Regions from separate parts of the Mus musculus genome. Here region 2 is linked to region 1. The links are chromatin contacts, called in public Hi-C maps. All regions are on one chromosome and are shown on one strand. Each heading gives the region's core, a stretch centred on a gene start, on an enhancer-like site or on the middle of the called end of the contact. The rest is flanking DNA. Distances are from core to core; before and after follow the strand shown.

Region 1 (4,992 bases), core at 948-3,447:
GCGGCGAGTCAGACAAATAGCCCGACACGCTTTGAGTAGAGATGGACCTGTTGTTCCAGATTTTGTAAAAAGGATCCAAAAAAGATGAGCGGCAACTTTCATCTCCCTCGGCTTCTTACCACGGTGTAACAGGACCATCAGGTTCCTATGCTTTCCCCGTCCCCAACCCACACGCCATGATGGACTCAATCAAACCCTGAGCCAGATAAAGCCTTCGTCCCCTAGTTTGCTTCTTATCAGGGATTTGCTCACAGTAACAAGACAATTACTAATACAACAACTGAGGTCACTCGCTGAAAGTCTGGGTGCTAAGCCCTGAGCTTGTTCGAGGAGGCACACAACTTGGAAACCACAGCACTGTCTGCTTCGAAGCATGGGCTCATTGGCATCTTGTAGACTTTGCCTAGCTCCAGTCTTGTATGCCTCTTATTCCCAGAGTGCTCTCCCAGACCTGATTACTGTTTTTTTTTTCTCTCTCTTTAAATAGTCAAGGCTAAGAGGGAAGACAGCTCGATGGCTTTTAAAGTGACAGCCATCCAAGGGTTGCTAGGTCCTAGACGCAATCTAAGAATGAGGAATTTGAATGCAGGGGATCAGGACATGGAAAGTTCACTCCCTGGTTTACTTTCCTCTGTCCTCAAGTCTCCCAGCCCCAACCCCATCCCACCTCCTAATCTCTGCTACTCCCTTTAAAAGCCAACAAAATGCACTTCTAGTTACTGACCAGAAGGGGTCACTGCGGAGTGAGCGCTTGGCGCTCCTAAACCGGTACACAGCCATCACACACAGCCATCACACACAAACTCCTCCTGTAGCCTCTTCCAGGCCAACGCTCACTCCTTGTTCCTGTGTCCCGGCTTCTCTTGCCCCATCCTGTCCTCCTCTCCCCTACTCTGCTCCCCCCTCCGTGTACCTCCTATTCTCTTACAAAGGACTTACTTACAAAGTTCGCACTGATGTTGGGGGTGGGGGTGGGGGTGTCTTCGCTCCCCACTGCTACTAGGTCAACAAAAATTAGAGAATTTTTTCTGCCTTCAGGGTGGAACCCGGTGTCAGTGCTTGGAGGTTTGTAAGACTTAGCAGAAGCTCCTTGTAGGAGTTTCACTTTTAAACCCTGGCGGTAGGTGAAACTCCCAAGTATTAAAAGGCTCCAGAGGAGAAATGGGCTGGGGAAATCTCACTAAGATATCTTCCCTAAGAAGACCCTTACGGCAAAACGGGGAGACATTGTTGTCTACTGCCTGCGCATCTGGAGTTTGAGATTCTGAGTCTCTGCTGGGACTGGGAGAGTAGGGGGGAGGAAGAAGATGGAAAGACCAAAAAGTTACTTGTAATCCTCGGAAGCCCTCCCCCCCCTTCCCCCCTCAGTCTTTCTTTGCCAAATCGGACTGTTGTTTCACACCCAGGCTGCGGGTTCTCAGGGGGGTGGGGGAGGGGTGTTCTTTTGGAGGGCTTTGGCAGCGGGGACGCGAAGCAGGCCGGCTGCGAGGCACAAAAGAGATATCCTTTATAGCGCCGCAAGCACAGATGTGACGCTGCGCCCCTCTGCGGGTGGGGGCCGGCTCGACAGATGGCGAGAAACCGCGCTGGTGACGGATTGTCCGTCAAATGGCATTTTCGGGGTGGGGGGGTGGAAGAGCCCCCCAGGCGTAAAGAAAATCATAGGGGCACCCACACACACACACTTTGCAGACCTCGGCAGTCCATCCCAGAAGTGGGGTGGGTGAAGGCAGGTTGGCGTGGGTGGATAGGTGGGGCATTTTTTAGTAGCTCCCTCAATGGAAGATGCTCCCCAAGTCTTGCAAAAGGATAGGGAGGTGGCCCAGGCCCGGGAGTGCGCATGTAAGGGTTGAGGGGAAGGCCTGCGACGATGGAGGAAGGGTGAGGGCTAAGAGAAAGAATCTCCTTTTTGATTCTGTTTGAGGTGTTGGGGTCGCTTCTCAGAGGGGTCAGAGTCGCAACTCTGTGGCCACGGGGCCTTAGAGACAAGCGCTCGCCCCTCCCTTTCTCCTCCTCAGACCTGCGGGCTTTTGTTATGCAGATGGCGGCGGGAGGCTGAGCCAGAGAAGGAGGGGTTGCTGGGGAAGGAGGAGACGGAGAAGGGGAGGGAGGAAAGTACAGCTCGCGCGACCAGCCTCCCCTTCCAACGTCACATTGTGCAAGAGACAAAACCCGGGCGCGCCGGAGCTCACACGCGCACGCACGGCAGACGCCCCGGTCGCCTCCTCTCTGTTCTCTGCGCGGTAGAGAAAGCCGGCTAGCTTTGCTTCGCCGAAGACACGGAGCTCAGCCTGCTCCCAGCGCAGCTCAGAGCCAAGCCAAGAGGTGAACCCAGCCGGGGAACCACCTTCTTTCTCCGCTGCCTGCCTAACCCGAGACGTCCCGTTCTATCCCATCCCCCGCCCTGAACTCCGATCTCTCCCCACCCCACCCCTTGGGGGTTTCACGCGGACAGCGCCCCGGAGCCCAGGGCGTGTCATCGGGTTTGTAATCCACGTTTCAGCACTTCGGACAGCGCCCCAGGCTCCCGGGCTCCTTGGGCTTTCAGGATGGCTAGCCTGCAGCAGGGCGAGAAACAGCTGTTTGAGAAGTTCTGGAAAGGGACCTTCAAAGCAGTGGCCACTCCGCGTCCCGAGAGCATCATCGTCGCCAGTATCACAGCCCGCAAGCCGATGCCAAGGTAATGACCTCGTTCATGAGTTAGGGACACTGGGAGGTCCCCCCCCCTTTTCTTGCCTGTGCCCCAGAATCTTGACGGGTGGACGCAGGCAACTGGAACAGGGTGTCTGGACTAAGCCCGTCGTACCCGGTATCTCACGCCGGAACATGAGAAATTATCGCTTGTGTAAGGGAGAGGCTGTTGAAAAGGGACAGGAATTTTTTGACGGGGAACAACACTCCTACAGACTCCGCACCTCCTATGCAAACCCCCTTGCTTTCTTAGGGTGGGCGGTGTGGCTCGGGGTACGTACTTGACTGAAAACTTTTCGAGCTATCGCCAAGTGCATAGGTCAGGGGAGCAAAGCAGTGGTGGATTTGAGGTGTCAGGGGATGCTGTACAAGACATGAACTCAGCTCAGCCAGTGTTCAATACAAGCATTCTAACCCTTGGCCCAGAAACTAGCGGGTCTCTGAACATTTCAACAAAAGCCCATATGCTATTCCCTCAGATACGCTCGCTCCAAGCAGCACCCTCCTCCGTGTCTTAGCCTAAGCTGCTGCTCGTGTTGAATTCTTTCTTTTTCAGCACCCAAAACCAAAACTCTAAAGCTCAAAGTCAGCATGAAGATAATACTGAAAGTTTTACTTTATTTTATTTTTTAAGGATCTGGTGGCTTTGAACTTTGGAATGAGTTGGGGTGCTGGAGCAGTAGTTAAAAAAAAAGACAGGAGGGGAGAGGATGGGAAGAAATACAAAGGCAGGAGAAAAAGAAGACAAGAGGGGGTTGAGGGGGCACAGAGCCTTCCACAGCAGAGAAATACCCAATATTTTCCTAGATCGTTAGATTCAGAAGTCTTTGAGAGGGCTGTGCCCTCTGTCAGAGAAAATCAAGGCTGTATAAAAACTCATCTTTTGCTGCTGCTGGCTGAGCGGTTCTGAGAGTTAAAGGGACGATCTGGGGGGGGGGGCGCTCGCAGGATTGATTAATCCTGGCAGGCTGCATTAGGGACTAGATGGAAAACATGTCTGGGAAAAGAGCCTCTGACAGATGCCTCATCCAGCTCCAACTAACTCTGAACTTCCCAGCAAGTGTGGGGTCGACGAAGGCTGACTGGAGAAATAGATCCGAGAAGAGTAAGCCCACATCCAGGAACTTTTCTTTGTTCTGACTGATGCTCAAGCAGGTCTTTTAAACAAATGGAGCATCCAGTGTGGGGGGAATGGGTAGACAGGAAGCAAGAAGGACCAGCAGAATGGAGATCCTATAAGCAGAGTAGACATGTGAGTGGAGGTGGGGGGTGGGGGGGAGAAACCCACTGATTCCGGCTGGAGAGGTAGGGGGGTCTAGGGGTACATGTGACACCAGATGTCATTAGAGCTGGCACTGTCTGCTTGCTCAGAGGTTTTTGGTGGAGAGTTTGACGTCAGCGCTTTTACGTCCCTGGTCTTCTGCCACCGGCTTCACCTCCCTGCATCTACTGTTGGCACGGCAGTGCTACAGTGGCCAGAGAAAATGGCCTTGCAGGTGGGACCGGGGGAAATTTGTCTGGTGGCAGAAGTGTTTGGTCCATGATCTTCTATTTTATGGGCACATGGGCAGGAAATCAGGTTCTTGCTGTTGTTTTCATTTAGACGACTGTCCCTAATATTACCATGCTTGGAACCTTCATGGTTCTGCCTGTCTGTCTGCCTGTCTGTCTGTCTGTCTGATGTTACCAGCATACCATTTTCTTGCCAATAGCTTCAATCATATGACTCAACTGAGAGACATCCTAGCTTCCAGCTTTTGTTCATTTTCATTTAAGCTGTGTGTGACTTTTAAAGAGTTCAATGGGCCCTCGGTATTTCCTCACTCTTGATATATTTTAACGTCCTGGGGTTTCTATCGCACCGAAGAACACCTTTGAAGTTTACGTCAGAATTCCATAAAGCTCTCTATTGGTATTATACAAGAATACCCCTGTGTCTGGCAATTCCTCTCTGTAGAGCACGTTCTGGCTTGTAGATGTTTTATCTAATCCAGGGTGGAGATTTCAGGGAACATTTACATCCAAGCTCCCAGAAAGGACTGGGCTTAGTTGTGTTTCAACAGACTGACTGTAAGATCCGATCCATGCAGTGACGGTCAGTTCCCGGTTCCCTTCCGGCATTCTGTAATCCTGGAGAAGAATGGAAATGTCATGCTTCCAAAGTCAAGCTCTTAGGAGGAGAAAGGGAAAGGATACTCCATAGGTAGTGGCTTCATCAGAACCCCGTGACTCCTTTGGAGGCAAGACTGGTTCTCGTGAGAAATGTTAAGCTGTTTGAGTCAAGCCCAGCTCGGTCAGAGC
Region 2 (4,992 bases), core at 1,095-3,594, 170 kb before region 1:
GAGGAGATAATCCACAAGGTATTCCACCTTAAAAACAAACTTGAAACATTTCCGCAAATATCAGGTATTTACTATTATTCATTGGGAGTGTGTGTGTGTGTGTGTGTGTGTACAAAGGCCTCAAAGTGGAAGTACATTTGGTAGTTTTGAAGAAGAGGCAGAAAGCCAGTGTTACTGGCCATTAGAAAAGACAACGAGAGAGGTCGACGTAGCCCAGCTCAAATAGGACACATAGGCTCTGGCAAAGAGCTAGCCTTTCTTCTGGCTATGCTGGAAGACTCGGGCTTGGTCTTCTCCTTGAAGAAGATGCCGCGCCCCCCCCCCCTTTCCCTAGCTGCTGAGTAGAGAGAGAGTGGGGAGGTTCACATGGGAGGATATGAAGAGTGGCCACTCGGAGCATGAGGAGATTGTCCCTTCCTTCTGGGCACACTTTGCAAGTGGGGAACACATGAAAGACTAGGCTTATTTAGAAGTCCGTCATGGATGGAGGAGGGGATCATGAGACCCCGCCCCTTCTTCTGAGATGCTACAGTGCAGCCAATGGGTTGTTCTAATGGTCTGGGGTGGGGGGAATCATATTTTTTACTGCTGCGGCCACTTGTGCTGTCCTTGATTCAGTAAGTGACCCTCACACACATTCACCCTCCCAACCCTAATTAAGTGCAGCATGTCACAGAACAAGAGGCAGGATGAAACAGGATGAAACAGGGAGGAAGAGCTGCTGTGACTCGGGGGAGTGGGGAAGGAGTCCTTCAGCCTCTATCTTCGGAGCATTAATCCCACCCACCCATGAGGACAGAGACACCTCATGACCCAGTTCCTTCCCAAAGACCCTGTCTTTTCATCCCACCACACTGGGGACTGACTTCCCACATATGTACATAAAAGCATTCAGACCCGAGTAGGGGACCAAAGTGCCCTTGATTAAAAAAAAAAAAAAAAAATCTTGTTCTGGAAACATGCCCAGACGCCTTAGCCTAATAAGACTAGACTTTTCCTTTCTTGGCTTTTCCCGAATTCCTCGGCTTTCTTACCTTGTCAACCACCATTGTTGAGAGAAGTTCTTTTCGCTCCCAACTTCTTCAGACTTCCTGTGTAGACCATGCTTTTTTATTAGAGTGGGGGGAAAATAGAGGAAGAGAGTCTGTCTTTCTCCTTTCCAAAGGTATCCTGGGTGCCCAGAACTGTGCCTAGCACCTACTGATCTATCTCCTTAGGCTGGGGTGGGTGCTGGATTTGCATGTGTTTTTGTTTGCTATGAACCCTTTTCTGATAGGCACTCTTTCAGCACATATGCGCCTGTACCCACAAAAGAACATTTCACACACTACTGTTCCAGCCACACACATATATGCAACTATGTTATCCTTTAAAAACATACAGCCCTGGGGCTGGAGGAACGGCTCAGTGGTGAAGAGCACTTGCTGCTCTTTCAGAGGATCTGAGTTCAGTTCCTAGCACCTACCACACGCCAGGCGTCTTTCAACTGTAACTCTAGCTCCAGGGTGTCTGAGGCTGCCCCTTGCCTGCACAGGGGCCTGCATTCATTTGCACACACCCACTTGCACATATACCTACACATAATTAAAAATACGTCGTTGAAAACTTAAAGGGCTGGCAAGGTGATTCAGAGGGCAAAAGAGCTCGCTAGCAAGGCTGATGACCTGAGTTTCATCCCAGAACCCACTTGGTAGATGTAAAGAGCTAGCTCCCGAAGGCCGTCCTCTGACCTCCCTACACACATCAGCCTTGTAACATGCACGGGCACATGTGTGCACCCTTCCACATCTTTTTCTATATTGTAACAAAAGCAGCTGTGGAAAACTAACACTAATATTTTAGGTGTGTGTGTGTGTGTGTGTGAGAGAGAGAGAGAGAGAGAGAGAGAGAGAGAGAGAGAGAGAGTATACAAACACAAACAAATCATGTCATATGCACCACCATCTTGCAACTTGCTTTCATTCAACGCGAAGGATGTCATTTGCCTTGAAATGCCCTCGAGACAGCTGGGTTTGGTAGTAGGGGCTATCTTTTGATGGCCTATGTCCTCTGAACGCCGAGTGTCCTCACGGGTGAGCCTGCCTTTCTGGATGCTGAGCCTACTTCTTTCTCCTGAGTTCACCAGGCCTCGTCTATTTTCAGAGCTCAGCTGGTACCTCCAGCCGTCCTCCTCCTCTTCGTTATTCAGGCTTTTCCCGTACTGACTGTTATTTAACGGGGCCAAGTGGTTTTGGAATTCTGGGTAATCACGGCAGACAAATGCAAGCAAAATGGAATGTGGGACTGGAAGTGCGGAATGTGGCTTTGTGTAGGAGACTTTGGCAGGATTTCTGCCTGAAATGGAGCACTTGGTGATCGGCCTAAATTGCCTCAATTGCACCTGGCGCACGGGTGGACGTGGTCCGGCACAGACAGCTGGCGTGATTTTTAGGGGGAGGGCTGACCGCCTTCTCCAGTCTGGGAAGTAGGAAACCAACTCCCAGGAGGTAGGGGAAGGGCAGAAACCCAGCTTTGGACTCCAAATTGCATTTTTGCTTTCAAATCCCATGAATGCCAGCCCAAAGGCCTTTACTTGATAACCTCGGATGGTCATCTCAGCAACACAAAAAGGGAAGTTTAGTCATTTATGGCCTCTGTTGGCTGTGTTTAAAAAACCCACCTCATGTCTTTATTATCATTACCACGAGGTTTTAGAAGAATGCAATGTTTGCAAAATAGAACTTAAGAGATTCTTTGAGAATTCGAATAAGCCCCGCAGCAGCTTCCTGTGGGGGAAACTGCTTTCTGATGGGCTTGTATTTACGCCCCCTCCATAAAGTGCCCCACACCCTTCACCTCCCCCTGCCCCTATGATTACTGCATTTAGTCAACTATCGACTTGGGAAACAATTTTGTTCCATTTGCCATCTCTGCCTGAGAAAGAGAAATAAAAGAAAGGCTTTGAAGTACTTTCTGGCATGGTGTTTGCATTCAAGTGTTAATGCGATACTGAGAAAAGCGGTGGACGCTAAATGTTTACATTAAAATGGAAATATGGGATCGATTTTTTTTCCAACAGGGGCTCCTGGTCCCTTTTAAAAAGTATAGTTCAAGAAAGGCCGAAAACAATACAAAGCACAAACCACCCTCTTTAAGTGATATCAGCTGAGGCAGCAACTTCTGGTGAGTTACAGCTTGATCCAGGTAGGATAATTGTTTTCAAAGGCTCATCAGTACTGCGGTGTCTTTGTCACAGGGGGAAAAAAAAAAAGAAGAAGAAGAATTTATTTCTCTGCCAGCCATGGGCTTATTATCATCCTAGGTACTTGTGTTTTCCCTTGCTGTGACTAATATCTGAGAAAACTACTTAAAGGGGGAAAGATTTATTTGGGCTGTGATTTCAGCCCATGGTCCATCTTGCTCTGTTGCTACTGTGAGCAGGGCGGAGCATCACAGAGTCACACTGTGGGGTAGGGTCTGTGTTTGAGAGAAAAAAATAGCTTCTGGGACACAATCCCTGCCCCCTCTCCCTCCGTGATCTATTTCCTCTCATTAGATTCCACTTTCTGGACTCTCCCACACTTTCCAAAACAGCAGCAGCTACTGAGGACTCCGGCAGACCACATGAACCTTTGTGGAACATTTCATATTCAAATCTTAGCAGCATTTTCTCTAACCATGATACCTTTTAGGTCATTTTGTTTTAAAAGCCAATCTTTCAAAATTATCAAGGCTGAAGCTTTATGAGTCTATCTGGCTATTGCTTGACCAGTTAGGAAAAACAGATTAAACACTGATGTTTTGGAGTGTGAGAGATATAGCTTGCTTGCCATTTCTAAGCTGTGTGGTAAACATCTCTTTGAACCTTGGTTTCCATATCTAAAGAATGCTGCCCAAGTTGAAGGGAGGGCTGGCTTCCCAGAGAACACAGAGAAAAAAGTGTATATTAGAAACTAATTCCATTTATTGTTCTATCGTGGACCAGATATAACATTAATAATGATATTCACCTGTAACTCTAGTTCCATGGGATCTGATGCCCTCTTCCGGTCTCTACCAGTACCACATACACAACACACATACAACACACACACACACACACACACACACACACACGGTAGATACACAGATATACAGAGTCACAGAGGAAAAAAAATCAAATATTTAATAATAAAAGAGATTTCCTGGCATCTACTAAGGTTTTTCCAAGCCTCTAGGTATCTATTTTCATTGGGTAGGCACTGCTCCTTTGCCAGTTTTGTAAAGATACTGGCTAACTTATTCAACAAATATTTATCAAATGTTTTTGCAGTTTTTACTCACATGGGATTGGTCAACTTATTAAAGCATTTATCAGAAGTGAATGGAGAGCAGGCATCTGCCCAGGGCTTCAGGAAGAATGCTAAGGAAGAATACTGTTGCAGAAAGGTGTGTCATGAGAGATGAAGTCACGGCCACATCCCTCATTCCTTTCTAGAGTCATGGTTGTTCTTTGCATGTATCCCTAGGCATCTGTAAAACTGAGACCAGAGAGAAGAGGGTTTCTGGATGAAGCCCGAGGAACCATGATGGCAGCCTAAGAGTTGTTACTGCCTTGAGCAACTTGAGGGGATTCATCTCTGTTTCAATCACAGCTGCATAGCTTGGTCCACGGATAACTGAGGCAAGAACACAGAAGTACTTAACACCCTCAGAGATTTTATTCTGTCATGCCAGAATTGGGGTGGAAGTGTCTAGACACTATAATTCCTCTGGTGGATATGAGTGTGCACATGTATGCCCTGAAGAATGTCTGCCAAGTGTTTTGAACCATTGAAAACAAGATAGGGTAGAAGTGTGAGATATGACTATGATGGTTGGTTGACACTTTGCATCCTAGTAGGACCAGAAAATATTCTTTTTGATGTGCCTGTGCTCTTCCAGAAAGACTAGCCACCAAATTATTCTTCATTTCTCTCCCTGTTTGTTCAGTACTGCATGGGAATGCCGCCATATTGGAAGCTGGAAGGATCT

Evidence for each region. Hi-C and Micro-C count contacts between places; a contact is called where the count stands out from the background.
Region 2: a Hi-C map of cerebral cortex shows a contact between it and region 1, with 2.7 times the contacts expected there. The contact joins the enhancer-like site here to the promoter of Srrm4 in region 1. A contact is called at or near these places in 1 of 39 promoter capture datasets (hippocampal neurons), 1 of 484 Hi-C or Micro-C datasets (cerebral cortex), 1 of 115 datasets of contacts at active chromatin or transcription factors (VIP interneurons) and 2 of 9 other capture datasets (liver and pancreatic islet).

Annotation. Positions count from the first base shown.
Region 1 is chr5:116,589,022-116,594,013 of GRCm38.p6, reverse strand. It overlaps Srrm4 (serine/arginine repetitive matrix 4), which reads left to right and starts at 2,197. Exons shown (of 13, transcript NM_026886.3): 1 at 2,197-2,680. The coding sequence starts at 2,550.
Region 2 is chr5:116,756,178-116,761,169 of GRCm38.p6, reverse strand. No RefSeq gene overlaps it. Among named protein-coding and RNA genes, the nearest start is that of Gm29843, 44 kb to the left of the region's middle. Within about 2 kb of position 2,344, at least 9 of the 459 cell types and tissues checked have an H3K27ac peak or open chromatin away from gene starts, as enhancers often do. A contact at or near this core is called in VIP interneurons, cerebral cortex and hippocampal neurons, where this site is marked.